3 separate regions of the Anser cygnoides genome follow, and regions 1 and 3 are each linked to region 2. Evidence: chromatin contacts called from public Hi-C data. All regions are on one chromosome and are shown on one strand. Each heading gives the region's core, a stretch centred on a gene start, on an enhancer-like site or on the middle of the called end of the contact. The rest is flanking DNA. Distances are from core to core; before and after follow the strand shown. Region 1 holds the start of NUDT5 (nudix hydrolase 5). Region 2 holds the start of OPTN (optineurin). Region 3 holds the start of CAMK1D (calcium/calmodulin dependent protein kinase ID).

The links. Hi-C and Micro-C count contacts between places; a contact is called where the count stands out from the background.
Region 1: a Hi-C map of liver shows a contact between it and region 2, with 2.0 times the contacts expected there. The contact joins the promoter of NUDT5 here to the promoter of OPTN in region 2. A contact is called at or near these places in 3 of 7 Hi-C or Micro-C datasets (granulosa cells and liver).
Region 3: a contact with region 2 is called in a Hi-C map of liver, with 4 times the contacts expected there. The contact joins the promoter of CAMK1D here to the promoter of OPTN in region 2. A contact is called at or near these places in 4 of 7 Hi-C or Micro-C datasets (granulosa cells and liver).

The regions. Positions count from the first base shown.
Region 1 is chr1:6,794,706-6,799,349 of Taihu_goose_T2T_genome, forward strand. It overlaps NUDT5 (nudix hydrolase 5), which reads right to left and starts at 2,803. Exons shown (of 10, transcript XM_013197085.3): 1 at 2,693-2,803; 2 at 2,344-2,433. The coding sequence starts at 2,734.
Region 2 is chr1:7,158,739-7,163,076 of Taihu_goose_T2T_genome, forward strand. OPTN (optineurin) reads left to right here and starts at 2,183. Exons shown (of 14, transcript XM_048062491.2): 1 at 2,183-2,382; 2 at 3,227-3,406. The coding sequence starts at 3,241.
Region 3 is chr1:6,858,337-6,862,384 of Taihu_goose_T2T_genome, forward strand. CAMK1D (calcium/calmodulin dependent protein kinase ID) reads left to right here and starts at 1,939. Exons shown (of 11, transcript XM_048062699.2): 1 at 1,939-2,314. The coding sequence starts at 2,223.

The sequences.
Region 1 (4,644 bases), core at 1,553-4,052, 360 kb before region 2:
ATCCTCCAGTGCAGGACAAAGAGCAAACAGGACCTGAGCAGCCATGTGAATCATGAACTTAAGTTGAGAGATTCACCAACTAAACCAACAAATCTGTAGAAATGGACTGCAGTATATGACACAGCTAAAACCAGAGTACAGAAGCACAAAATAGCTTCAACCGGATGCAGAATAGAAACTGGGAGTGACTCAGGTGTCCAGTAAATTATAGTGGAGCTGAATAAACTCACGTAGTCCTTAATCTGTGTCCTTCGGAACAATTATTTTGATATTGAAATATCAGTAGCACTTCTGTGGTTGTAAATATGGCCACACGTACTTTACATGGAGAGAGTTTTGGCATTTGCTTTGGGAAGTTTATTTCCAGGTAGCAGGAACTGAAGAGGGGAGCTATGTGCTCTCAAAAGGGATTTCTAAAGGATTTGTGGTCACAAAACCAGCAGGAAGTTTATGATGTCTGTTTCAGGAACAAGAAGTAATTCCACTTGGAAGCATTCAGATATATTTTAAATAGCTTTGCATTCGCTCCTAAGGCACTGCAGAATGAGAGTACAGGAAGATCCAAAAGAGATGAAAATCATGTCCCACTGGTTGTCCAAGGAGAAGAACCAATATGCTTCAGTTGAAGAAACAAACACAGCCAAATGTTTGTGTTAATGAATTTTTTAAACACTGCAGAGAAAGCGAAGGACTAGGCTATTGGTTGTAGTTTGTTGCAGCATTCAACAGCACTGGCAGATCACTACCACTGTCGCCAAGTTATTGTTTGCTAAGCAGAAAGGGGAAAATGGCTGAAAAACAGGAAAAGATCAGGTGCCAGGAGTCCTAGAGGAAAAAGAAATCACTAGTCTGTAAGAGATTTGACCTATCCGAACTCCAGAAAGACAACAAAAGGACAAAATGTAGATTTTAAGCATACAAAACAAACAATGTCAAACAAAGGGTCTTGTTTTTCATCTGGTATTCTTAAGTACAGCTTTTGGCCTCTACTGTCACGGAGCAGTAATTAAAAAGTACTCTAGGCCACGCAGCATAAATATGTACAATGAGGTACAGTGAGGTGAAAGCCTTGCTGCTAACTGCTTACAGGGTGAGGAAACTGAAAGCTGCCAGGTTTCCCTAAAAGTAAAATAAAACGTTATTGTCACCCACCTTGTCAGGTGCACAACTAAAACCTTTTGGAAGCTGGCCTAGAAGCATAACTCTTGCCTTGCAGAGCTCCTTACTTAGGGCCCAACGGCACTTTTCAGGGCGTGTTCTACTAACCATACTCAGTTTTAGAATGAGCAATTTTTTATGGCTTGATCTATTACTTTGACGGGCAAATACCACGTGTTTTCGCTCACAACAGCCTGACTGTGGGTTCCCAGAAGCAGGTAGAAGAAAATAAGATCAGCAGCTACGTTCACGAAAGAAGATTCTCCAACATCAAGCCACACAGGTGCTGAAGACCAAAACACTTTCACTATAAGGGTGACTGGCAGACACATGGTAAACATTCTCCTCAACTATGCCCAGAAAATGACCGAAAAGCTAAATGGCTTAGAAGATGTTAAGATCTAATTATGAACTTCTAATGACACTGAAGAGTGCAATATTACAAAGGAGAAAACCTAAGAGGTATTATGAAGAAAAAGGAGCATAAAATTCAAGTATTACCTGAAAAACAAAAACAAAACAGGTTCTAAGGTCTAAAAAAACTCATAGTTTCAATTATGGTGAAAATGCTCCTAAAAAGCAGCCAGAAGTACCTCAGAATTCCATTCTGAAGACCTGATATTTTCTGATTCTGTAAAGGTAAGGTGCAACTACAGTGTTTTTGACAAATATTACTACCTCCTTACTAACGTCTTTAGAACAGCAATCATCTAAATTCAAATCCTTCCAGAAAATATCAGAGAAGATAAAATCCTAAATGTTAAGGCAACTCTTAGAGGTTCATCTTAGAGGAACAGACAGCATTTTCACAATCTACCCATTTCTACAGTATCTGAGAGGAATCAACATTATTTCTTAATATTGAAAACAGCCTGAACAGACAATACAACAAACAGCTATAAAATTAGGAAAAAAAAAGCTGAAGCTTAAAAAAACTGAACACTGTAGATTTCTCTCCCTCTCCTTGATAATTTGTATGATTGTTTCGCAAAAAGAATTACATATTCCTCATCCACGTCACCTTCTTTAAACTCTTTGACCATCAGGAAGAAGTGCTCTGCCTGAATAGATTTTACAAACCTACAGCATCTATACCATTTCTTACTCTGCACTCACAAACATTCTGATCTGTCTCAGCTAGTTGTTATTTAGCAATAAAACGTGTCAAAACCAAACATGTTATACCTCTTCTTTAAGGACGAATTGCCTAGCAGTTTTCGGAACTTCTGCGGATGTCTCAGTTGCCATTTTCAGGAATGTCAGGCTTTTCCCCTCCTGTGCAAAGTCCAGACTACTATGAAACAAAGTCAATATTTGCTTTCAGAGTAAAGTTAAAAGGTTCATTTCTGCATTCTAAATTAACAAATCCAACTTGCCAGAGAAAGTTAACAGCATGTGATGGCAAGTGCAATTCACATTTTCAGCTCCACCTGATGGTTTCGAAGGAAGTCTGGGTCAAATCCCAGACTTACGTAGTTGGTAACAGTCCTATCAACTGCAGAACAGCTGTGCTGGCTGAAGATACCCTCCTTACCCGTTCAAAGGTCAGGCACACGCAGAAGCAAAGTTGATCCATTTAGTAGAATTGTTTCATTCTGCTCAGTGAAGTGTCAATGCAGCATTGCCACAACAAGTCTAAGCACTCCACTGTCAAAGTGGAAAAAAAACTTACACCAGAAGGACTTCCGGAGTAGAAGTTGCACATTATTGAGAAAGAATCAGAACCAGAACCTACATACATCACATATACGTACATAAATGGCTCAATTCTTCCCCCCCAAAAAAAACTCCAAGGTCAAAAAGTCACCTGTGTGTTGCAAGTCTAGGTGGCACGTGGAGTTAGCGTGATCAAAGCACGTCACTCTCCCTTACTAGGAATGGTGTGGCCAACACCGTGCAAAAGGCACCTGGATATGCCCAAAGCAAGGCTGTCTCACTGCTGAGATATGCAGCACTTTCGGCACAGAAACTATTATTCCAAGGAAGCTCATCTTTGATATTATGTTCCTGTACTGAAGCCCTGAAAATTAATTTTAAATAAAAAGACAGTGCAAAGAAGCAACTCAGTTTAGATGCCAGGAGAGACAAGATCTCAGAGATCTCTGTTATTCTCAAGAGTTCATTTAAGGTTGTAATCTTTCCATGAAGTCAACAGGAACCTTTCCCTTGACTCCAACTATAGTTTAATAAGGATTCTCTAGCAATGAACACTATATGCTGTGAGTGCTCACCTCTGTCACGCCCAATTTTAGCACTTTCATTCTTACTTTATCCTTCTGTGATAAAATCTACAGCACACTTGCGAAACATACATGAGCATGGAGCTATACCAGCTTTCTTACATATAAGATTTGTATTTAACTTCACAGAGTAGTTCAGAGGACTAGACAGTACAAGCTATGTCTGGTTATCAGAAGGATTACAACTAATGTACATAAATCCATTTCCTCAGTAAGTACAAAGGGCAGGCTCTTTCTTAAATCTTAAGACAGTCTTGTTGGATGCAGTACATCATAGCGGTTGTCAAAGTTTCAAATTGTCTTTAGGTAACATAAAACTTGCACAGGAACCCTCACTTACTAAATCCAATTCTGTCATTTCAAAAATATATTACCCTTTTTTAATCCTAAAATTACATTATATTATCCTTTCTAAAAGAAATGATGCTTCATCTTAAAATTATGTAGTGTTATTGCCTACCTTACCACTACTATGAAAAACTGTTCTAGGACCTTACTTGCTTATCTTACGTTTATCCCATATTAGTTCAATTAGTGTTGCCCGTTTGTTCTTAAGCTAACTCAAACCCTCCTCACTTAGGATTTAAGAGACGTGACTGGCAAACAGTCACAGTATCTCGCTGTGAGTCTAACATACAGTATTAAGCTTTCCATGAAACTCATGCAAAAGAACCACAGCCCAGCATACTGGTTTGAAAAGGCTCCTGGTCATCCATAGGAGACAGTCAAACTAGGCTCTGTGCGACGCCCTAAGTATCCAGCTTCAAAAATATAGAAAATTCACATAGCTAGCTACAAGAAATGCACCTCCAATGTTTGGAAAGAATTATAAGCTTTCTGATTGACAATATGTACCTATCAAAGACAGGAGATAGCAAATGGTGTTGATCTTAAACTTTTTTTAGGACTGGCTGAATAACTATTCCTCTTTTAATCCCCCCTCAAAAGAAATCCCCTTCCATTGATCATCGTAACCCTTCTACATTAACTGCATCTGCGTATCTCTCTCAAACAGATTACCACAGTTGTTCCCAAAATCTCATATGCAACTTTATTAATGCTTTCTATAACAGTATTAATACTTACCTACATCAATTACAAATACACCCTAGGAGCTCATCTCATGCCAGAAGCTCTTTTCAACAGAATTTGCTCTCTCCTGCAGTGACAGATTCAAGGATGATTTGTGACTAAAATTACAAGAAATTACTGAAGATGGCTTCAGTTTGAAATAGCACGAAAATGT
Region 2 (4,338 bases), core at 933-3,432:
ACAGATGGTTACAGGCTCTGCAGGAGAGAGAGGTGGAGAAGGAAAGGATTACGTTAGGGAATGCCTAAACTACATGAAGCTTGGTTATGGTGATGAAAAAGTTGAGTTTCTTTGGCTAAGAGACAGAAGAAAAGCTAATGAGGCAGATATTATGGTGGTAGTCTCATATAGACAGCCCAAGGTGGATGAAAAGGTAGATGAAATATTCTATAAGCAACTAGAAGTCTTGCGATCTCTGGTCCTTTTTCTCATGGGGGATTTCAAATTCCCAGTTGTCTGCTGGAAATACAGTACGACAGAGAGAAAACGGTCTAAGAGATTCCTGGAGTGTGGGGAGGATAACTTCCTGACAGAGGTGGTGAAGAAGCAAGCTAGGGAGGGTGTCCCACTTGACCTGCTGCTTGCAAACAGGGAAGGACTTGGGGGTGATGTGATGGTTGGAGGCTGTCTTGGGCACAGCGATCACAAAATGATAGAGTTTTTGATCTTTGGTGAAGCAAGGAAGGCAGTTAGCAGAACTGCTACCTTGGATTTCCAGAAGGCAGATTTTGGCCCATTTAGAGACCTGGTTGCCAGAGTCCCTTGGGACTGATTCTGGAAGGTAAAGGAGTGCAGGAAGGCTGGACTTTCTTCAAGAAATAAATCTTGAAGGCACAGGGGCAGGCCATGCCAATGTGCTGAAACTCAGGCTGGCAGTGAAGAAGACCAGCCTTGCTAAACAGAAAGCTTCTTCAGAAGCTCAGGAAAAAAAAAGAAAAAAAAAAAAAAAAAAAAAAGAGTTTATGAACTCTGGAAGAAGGGGCAGGCAATGCAGTAGGACTATAGAGCTGCTGTCAAGTTGTTCAGTGAGAAAATTAGAAGGGCCAAAGCCCAACTGGAACTCAGTTTGGCTAGTGCAGTAAAGGAGAATAAGAAATGCTTTAATAAACACATCAACAGCAAAAGAAGGACTAAGGAGAATCTCCATCCCTTACTGGTTGTGAGGGGAAACATAGTGATGAAAGATAAGGATAAGGCTGAGGTACTGAATGCCTTTTTTGCTTCCATCTTTATTAGTAAAGCCAATTGTTCCCAGGGTACACAGCTATCTGAGTTGGAAGATGGTGACAGAGAGTGTGATGAAGCCCCTCTAATCCAACATAAGAGAGCCTGCCTGGTAGGGCAGCTACCTTCCAAAGGACTGACTGCAGCCCTCATCTTCCCTGCTGGATTTTGCTTTGGGTCCCCACTGGATCCCACCCGCTGCCTCCTCTGTGTAGAAACTTGTACGGGAAGGGAGTTGCTGTGTGCCCAGATGTGGGCCAAGGCCATGGAGCTGTGAAGGACATAGAGCTCCCTTCTCCATACCTACCCTACACACACGGTTCATCGCAGGTCAGTGGGGGGCTGATGTGGTGGGGCGTGCTTATCTGTCCTGCAGCCTTTGGTTGTGTGGGACTTGGCTGCTCTGCCACCTGCAAGGCCTCTACCCTGACAGGAAAAACATAGAGCCCCGTGAAGCAGAACCCGAGGGAGGCCCATGCAGATGGGGACCTGTCCTCAGAGGAGCCTGTCTTCCTCAGTAGCCCCAGGGCCAGGCTCAGCAGGATGCTCTGCCCTTGGTACTCTCCCCTCTGCAGGGTATCTGGGACCGGTGCTGTTTAGCGTCTTTGTCGGTGACATGGACAGTGGGATCGAGTGCGCCCTTGGCAAGTTTGCCAGCAACACTGAGCTGTGTGGTGCGGTCGACACGCTGGAGGGAAGGAACCTGGACAAGCCTGAGAGGTGGGGCTGTGTGAACCTTATGAGGTTCAACAAGACCAAATGCAAGGTCCTGCACCTGGGACAGGGCAATCCCAAGCCCAAATCCAGGCTGGGAGGAGAATGGATGGAGAGCAGCCCTGAGGAGAAGGACCTAGGGGGTTAACAAGAAGCTCAACACAAGCCAGCAACGTGCACTTGCAGCCCAAAAAAGCCAACAGCGTCCAAACAAAAGCAGTGTGAGCAGCAGGGCAGGGAGGGGGGATTGTCCCCCTCTGCTCTGCTCTCGTCAGACCCCACCTGGAGCCTGCGTTCAGCTCTGGGGCCCAGCACAAGGACAGGGATGTATCAGAGCGAGTCCAGAGGAGGCCACGAGGATGATCAGAGGCTGCAGCCCCTCTGCTGTGGAGCCAGGCTGAGGGAGCTGGGGGTGTTCAGCCTGGAGAAGAGAAGGCTCCGGGGAGACCTCCCAGCGGTGGGCCAGCGCCTAAAGGGGGCCGGCTGTCAAGACCCGCCCGGCCGGGCAGTGCCGCCCAGAGGCCGCTCCGAGCTGGGGAAATCCCCGCGGGGGAAGGCGGAGACGGCGGCTCTCGGCACTCAGCCGATGCGGGCGGCCGCCGCCATGGGCACGGCGTGAGCGGGGTGAGCGGGGCGGCGGCGGGCACGGCCCCCGCGGGGCGCTGAGGCGACGGGGCCGGGAGGGGACCGGGGAGGTCGCTTGTCCCTGCCGCCGGCCGCAGGCGGCCGTGGCCGGTGACTCAGCGGCTCCGGGGTGGGCCTACGGGGAAGGCAAGGCAAGGGGAGAGCCGTGACTGGGCACGGAGGCGGCCGCCTCAGCGCCTCCCCCGGCGAAGCAAACTGCGACGGAAAGAGAAAACGAAAGCTGGCAGGGAGGCGGCGGAAATGTAATCCCGGCGGTAAAGGGGACCGAGAGCTTTTCGAGGCCTCCTGGTAGGGGTGTGTGGGTGGGCAGGGGGTCCCCCAGCCCCGGGGGGGGTCCCCCAGCCCCGGGGAGGCTGCTGGGTGCGCCTGAGGGACGGGGAGAGTGGGTGAAACACGGCTTTGCTGCCCTTAAAGGCTTCCTAGTGTGCAGGGAAGGGGATTAAAGCTTCTTTTTATGTTTCATTCCCAGAGGAAGGGGCTCCCAAGGAACGGTTTTAGGCTGAGAAACGTCTCGGTGTTACTCATCCAAGATGTCTCAGGAATCAAATGCCTTATTCATCCAGCCCTCTCTTTCTGGGGGGGGTTAATGGGATATAGAGACTTGTGGATGTCTCAGCTTTATTCATCCAGTCCTCTCTCTGAGGGGGTTAATGGGATATAGAGACTCGTGGGTGTTCTGGAGTAGTGGGGTCAGAGGGATCGGGTGGTCCCTGCATGCTATGACTGGATGCACAGCTCGTCCAGGTGAAATGAAAGTGTCGTATTTTCTTTCTAAGTAGCTATTTGGCAAGAAATCATGTTTTTCTCATTACTGACCTTGTAGTGGTCGCTTCAGAGATGTCCAGCAAGGTGCAGAGCCGTCCTGCTGAAAATGGAGAGCATCCCAGGAGCAAAATGGAAAACGGGACGGACGGTGCGGCTGCCCCCACCCTCAGCACATACACACCAGAAGAGATGGTACAGCAGATGAAAGAACTGATCACTGAGAACAACGAGTTAAAAGGTGAATGTGAATGCAGATCTGTCTTGAAATGCAAAAGGAGTCTCTTCTGCAGTTTGTTTGTTTGTTTTTCTTTTCCTGCGGGTATGAATTCTGTGCCCTTGCTGGATGACGTTTTATATCTGGGTAGCATTCACTGTACAAGCAACTCTGCAAGTGGCAAGGCCAATTGATAGGACACATCAAGTTGAATCAGTATGGAAGATTAGGGGGAGAACAGCCCAATTTATGAGTGACTTAGTTGCTTCAGAACTACACACACAGTCAGAATTGCATTGTGTATTTTAGGAGATTTTGCTCATCAGCCTTTAAGAGCTTTTTTTGGTTTGTATTTTAGAATGGTTGAGCATCTCCATTACAGATAGACTAACATTTTGTCATAGCTACATCAGCAAAGTGGATAGGTAGTCCACGACATCCAGAATAGTTCTGGTTAAGATATTCTCTGAAAGGTGCTGAATCCTCTCAGGTAGCGAGGGGAATTGAAGCAGACTGTTCTACACTGTGTGTAGTAACCACTTCGAAAGTTTAGTTGTGGTAGCACCTTCTGTGCTTCAAAAGGAAGTAACAGTCATAGCTTGGTCTATCTGGGAGAGACCATTAGATTTCTCTGAAAATGCCTAATGATTTAAGCCTTTTAGGTGAGAAAGCTTTGTTTCTCGATCCCAAAATCTTAGGTGTTAGATGCATATATTTTTTTTAATGGTTAGAGCAAAACCCAAGGGATTTGGGGATTTTCTGCATAAAAGACAGAGGTACCTAACTATTTATATAGTAACAGAGCATAAAGTCATGTGTCCTGTGTGCTGTGATTTTAAGTCAGTGTTCAAGTTCCATCTGAATCATTTTTGGACCTGGTGCAAGTTCTCTGCCTTGGAGTCCCATGAGTATCTGGCAGGAAAGTCGCTTCGAGGAGCACCTCTGGTATTCTGCTA
Region 3 (4,048 bases), core at 689-3,188, 300 kb before region 2:
CGATGCTGCCTGGGCAGTGAGATTATAGCATGATGCTGTACGGGCAAACACGACTTCAGAAATAATGGCAGTGAGTGGTTTGGCTATGCCACGGCTCCAGGATAAATTATGGCACCAGCCTCATGGACTGATGAAACCCTTCGGCCTCTGTCAGGCTGGAGGTCAGGGCAGATGATCGCTTTTGCCCCTTTTGGCCTCAGATTGTCTCAATTTTCTCCCAAGGACAGCAGGTTACTTTTGGCAGCCCCGTTCAGCAACCCCAAAAATCTCAACATGGCATTTCTGACCCCAAGTGATTTATTATCTTGTGAAAAAGGGAGAAAATACAACATTGGTGTGGGTTGGAGGGAAAATTATTCGGTGTCGGCTGCATCTTTTTGGGTCTGTCCCACCCCCATCACTTCTCAGGCGGGGGCCACCAGCTTGGGGATCCCTGGGGACACGGACACGGGGAAGGAAGGCTGATGGGACGAAGGGGATCCCCATGGGGAGCAGGAGGATGTGGGTAAGCCAGCAGCAGAAGGAAAGGTTTGGCTGCTCCAAGAACATACTGGGACAACACACAAGCACCCATCGCAGGGAATCCCAAGCGATTTGGGCCACCCATGGGGCGGGATGGCCACCAAAGCATTGCATTAGAGAGGGCACTAATTAATGCAGGAGCTGGCACACGCTCAGCCGTGTGCCTGTGCCCAGCAGAGGGTAGCATTGCCCAAACACCCCGGCCTGCCTCGGTGTTTTCCCCAAATTTACACCTCCCCACCCGGCTGAGCTCCCCCAGGCTCCAAACCCGCGTGGAAGTGGGAGCCCCAGGGGAAAGCTCCCGTGCTCATAAATGATGAGCGGTCCGGAAAATCCCTTTCCAAAGTGGGATTTTAAGGACTCTGTGAAAGGACACGGCACATTTTAAGCAGTTAGGCGCGCATTCACATCTGTTTACGAGTCGATGCAATATTTAGTCGTGTCACGCCTCATTTTCAGCCGCCTCATTTGATGACCAAGGGTTTGAGCCGCCCCCAAAAACACCCGTGGGTCCGCACCTGCCTTTTTACTTCCCAACTTGGAGGAGAAATCCACTTTTTTTTTTTTTTTTTTTTTTTTTTGCGCTTTACCTATTTGCAAGACATTAACGGGAAACCTACCCACGGGTTTAGCGCGTATTTCTGCCGTGTCACCGGGGGCGCATCCTGCCCCTCGCTCCCGCTGCGGGGTGGGCAAGGGGCTGGGGGCCACTTTTGGCCCCCACGGGGCGGCTGCGCTCACGGTGGGCACCGCAAACCCCGCGCAAAACCCGCGCATCCCCCGCGCAATCCCCGCGCAATCCCCGCGCATCCCCCGCGCAGCTCCGGACCACCCCGCCCGGCCGCCTGCGGTGTGGCTTTTAATTTTTATTTTTTTTTTCCCCCGCTTTCCCTTTTTTTTTTTTTTTTTTTTTATCTCTTTGCTTTCCCTCCCCTCCCGTTTGACGTGCGCGGTTTTGGTGCAATGCGAATTATCTCCAGTCATTCAGTCAGGAGGGGCAGCGCCAGGCAGCAGAGCAGCGGCGGGGCTGCCTCCTCCTCCTCCTCCTCCTCCTCTTCTTCCTCCCCCTCTTCTTCTTCTTCCTCCTCCTCCTCCTCCTCCCATTGCCATAACAACCGCGCACAGCCGCACCGCGCCCGGGAGGCTCGGAGCATCCAACGGGGCCCCCGCACGCCCTGCTTGGGGACAGCGGGGGGGTAGGGGGGGGGGGGGGGGAATCAGTGACCTCCCTCAAAAAAAGAAAAAAAAAAGAAAAAAAAAAAAAAAAGGGACTTTTCCTCCCGGAGTGGGGGGACCAAAGTGTCCCTGAGGGTGCTGAAGGAGGCGGGGGGGGACACGGGGCAGCCCCGGGGGTGGCACGGGGAGGGGCGAGGGGGGAGGGGGGGAGGACGAGGGGAAAGGGGGGGGGGGGGGGCAGAGAAAGTTGGGAGGAAATAGCCCAGGAAAAGTGGCACTCGTGGAGCCCGCCGGAGCGCGGAGGAAATAAAAGCGGCGGCGGGCAGGAAGTGTGAGGAGGAGGAGGAGGAGGAAGGGGAGAAGGAGGAGGAGAAGAAGGAGGAGGAGGAGGAGGAGGAGGAGGAGGAAGAGCCGGCAGAGGCAGCAGCAGCAGCCGCTGCTTTCTCAGAAGAGAAAGCAAAAGCCGCAGGCGGCTCGGTGCCGCCCGGCATCCGCGGGGCTGCGCGGGGCTGCGCGGAGCGGCCATGGCCCGGGAGAACGGGGACGGCGGCGGCTCCTGGAAGAAGCAGGCGGAGGACATCAAGAAGATCTTCGAGTTCAAGGAGACGCTGGGGACGTAGGTGGCGGGGAGCGGAGCGGGCCGGGAGGCGCCGTCCCTGCGCTGCGCGGGATTTGCGCGGGGGGGATTTGCGCGGGGGCTGCCGCCGGGGTCGCTCCGAGCATCCCGCCCGGCACCGAGCCGGGGAGGTTTGGGAATCCCGGGACAAACGGCACCGGGGGGGGGGGTTGGTAGGAGGTGAGGGATGAGGGTGGCTGCGGGGCAGGCGGCTGGGCTACCCCCCCCCAAAAAAAAAATTAAATAATAAAAAAAAAAGAACAACAAAAAGAGAAAAGAAAGAAAAAAAAAAGAAAAAGAGAAGAATAAGAGAAAAGAAAAAGAGAAAAGAAAAAGAAAAAAGAAAAAAGAAAGAAAAAAATAAGAAAAAAGAAAAATAAGAAAAAAAGAAAAGGGAAAAAGATAAAAAGAAAAAGGAAAAAGAAAAAAGAAAGGAAAAAAAGAAAAAATAAAGAAAAAAATAAAGAAAAAAAAGACCCCCCCCCACCCCCCGGTTTAAAATGTTAATAGGATAGGGAGATGGGGAAAGGCTTTTTCTTGACGGTGCCACTGTAAATAAATGCGGTCTGACTTGCATGCTGTCCCCTAAAGCTGATGGCTGCATCCATTCGTGGACGGACAAGCAGAAATAATCGGAGTGGATTGGATGTGCTTTAGCTACGATGCTTAACTGTTGTTGGGCTTTATTTCTGTTATTTATAGTGGCGGGGCATAAAGATTAGTAAAACGTTGGAGTTTTTTTTTTTTTTCTTTTTTTTTTTTCGGAAGGCTCAGAATAAACATGCGCAGATGGTGGAAGGGAGCAGGGTGCAGGCTGATGCTTTTTTGGCTGAGCGGGGAGTTTTATTTCTGTTGAGAGAAATTTTCGCTCGTCGGATGTTGTAGAGGCAGAGAGCCGCGGTTGCTGGGGAAGGGCAGGGTGCGGGCTGCCGTGTGGGTGGGCGAGGACGTGAACGCTGGGTTGTATGGGACGGGTGCTTTATCGCCATGTCCCCCCCGGTGTAAATTCAACTTCGAGCACGTCTCTAAGTAAAGCATCGCCGAGCCCAAGCAGCGCGTTTTGTGCTCCGCGTGCCACTTCCAAAACACGGCTGAACAAGTTTCGGCCGTAATATTTCAGTTTCTTTCTGCTTCCAAGGGAGGGCTCTCTACAAACAGAGTATTTCTGCTTCTGCTGATTTCCTGCACACCAAGTGCGAGTGAGAAGCGGGCTGGGTGCTTCATCTGGAGGGGGGGGGTCACGCACCCGTGTGGGGGTGAGCACGGTGTGGAAACACCGCCCGGCTGGTGACATTCGTGCCTGCCCAGGGCTCTGAAGATGCAGGGTGAGGTGTCCCTGAGAGACGTGTCCCTGCCTGTCACCTTCAGCACCTTCCTGAGCTCAAGGGTGTAGGAGAGGCAAGTCCTAACGCCAGGAGACTTGTGGGAGCAGCAGGACAGCTTGCTGTGGTTCCCATCACACAGCCCCGTGTTATCTTCCCACTTGTGGTGTATGAAGCATCTGTGAGGGTTAACTTGCACCATTAGAGAGGTCCAGACAGAATTAATGCTGTGGACTTGGTGGGTATCCCACTGGAGTTGACAGGATCAGGTGTAGGTCCCAAGGTAGGTGGAGCTGGGCAGAGTTCATCGCTGCGCACATTGGGATGGCTGCTGCAAATGAAATCCACTCACCATGACCATTTAGTGCCTCGCACTCTTAAACATCATCGTAGCCAGGCCTTCGTGATGAGA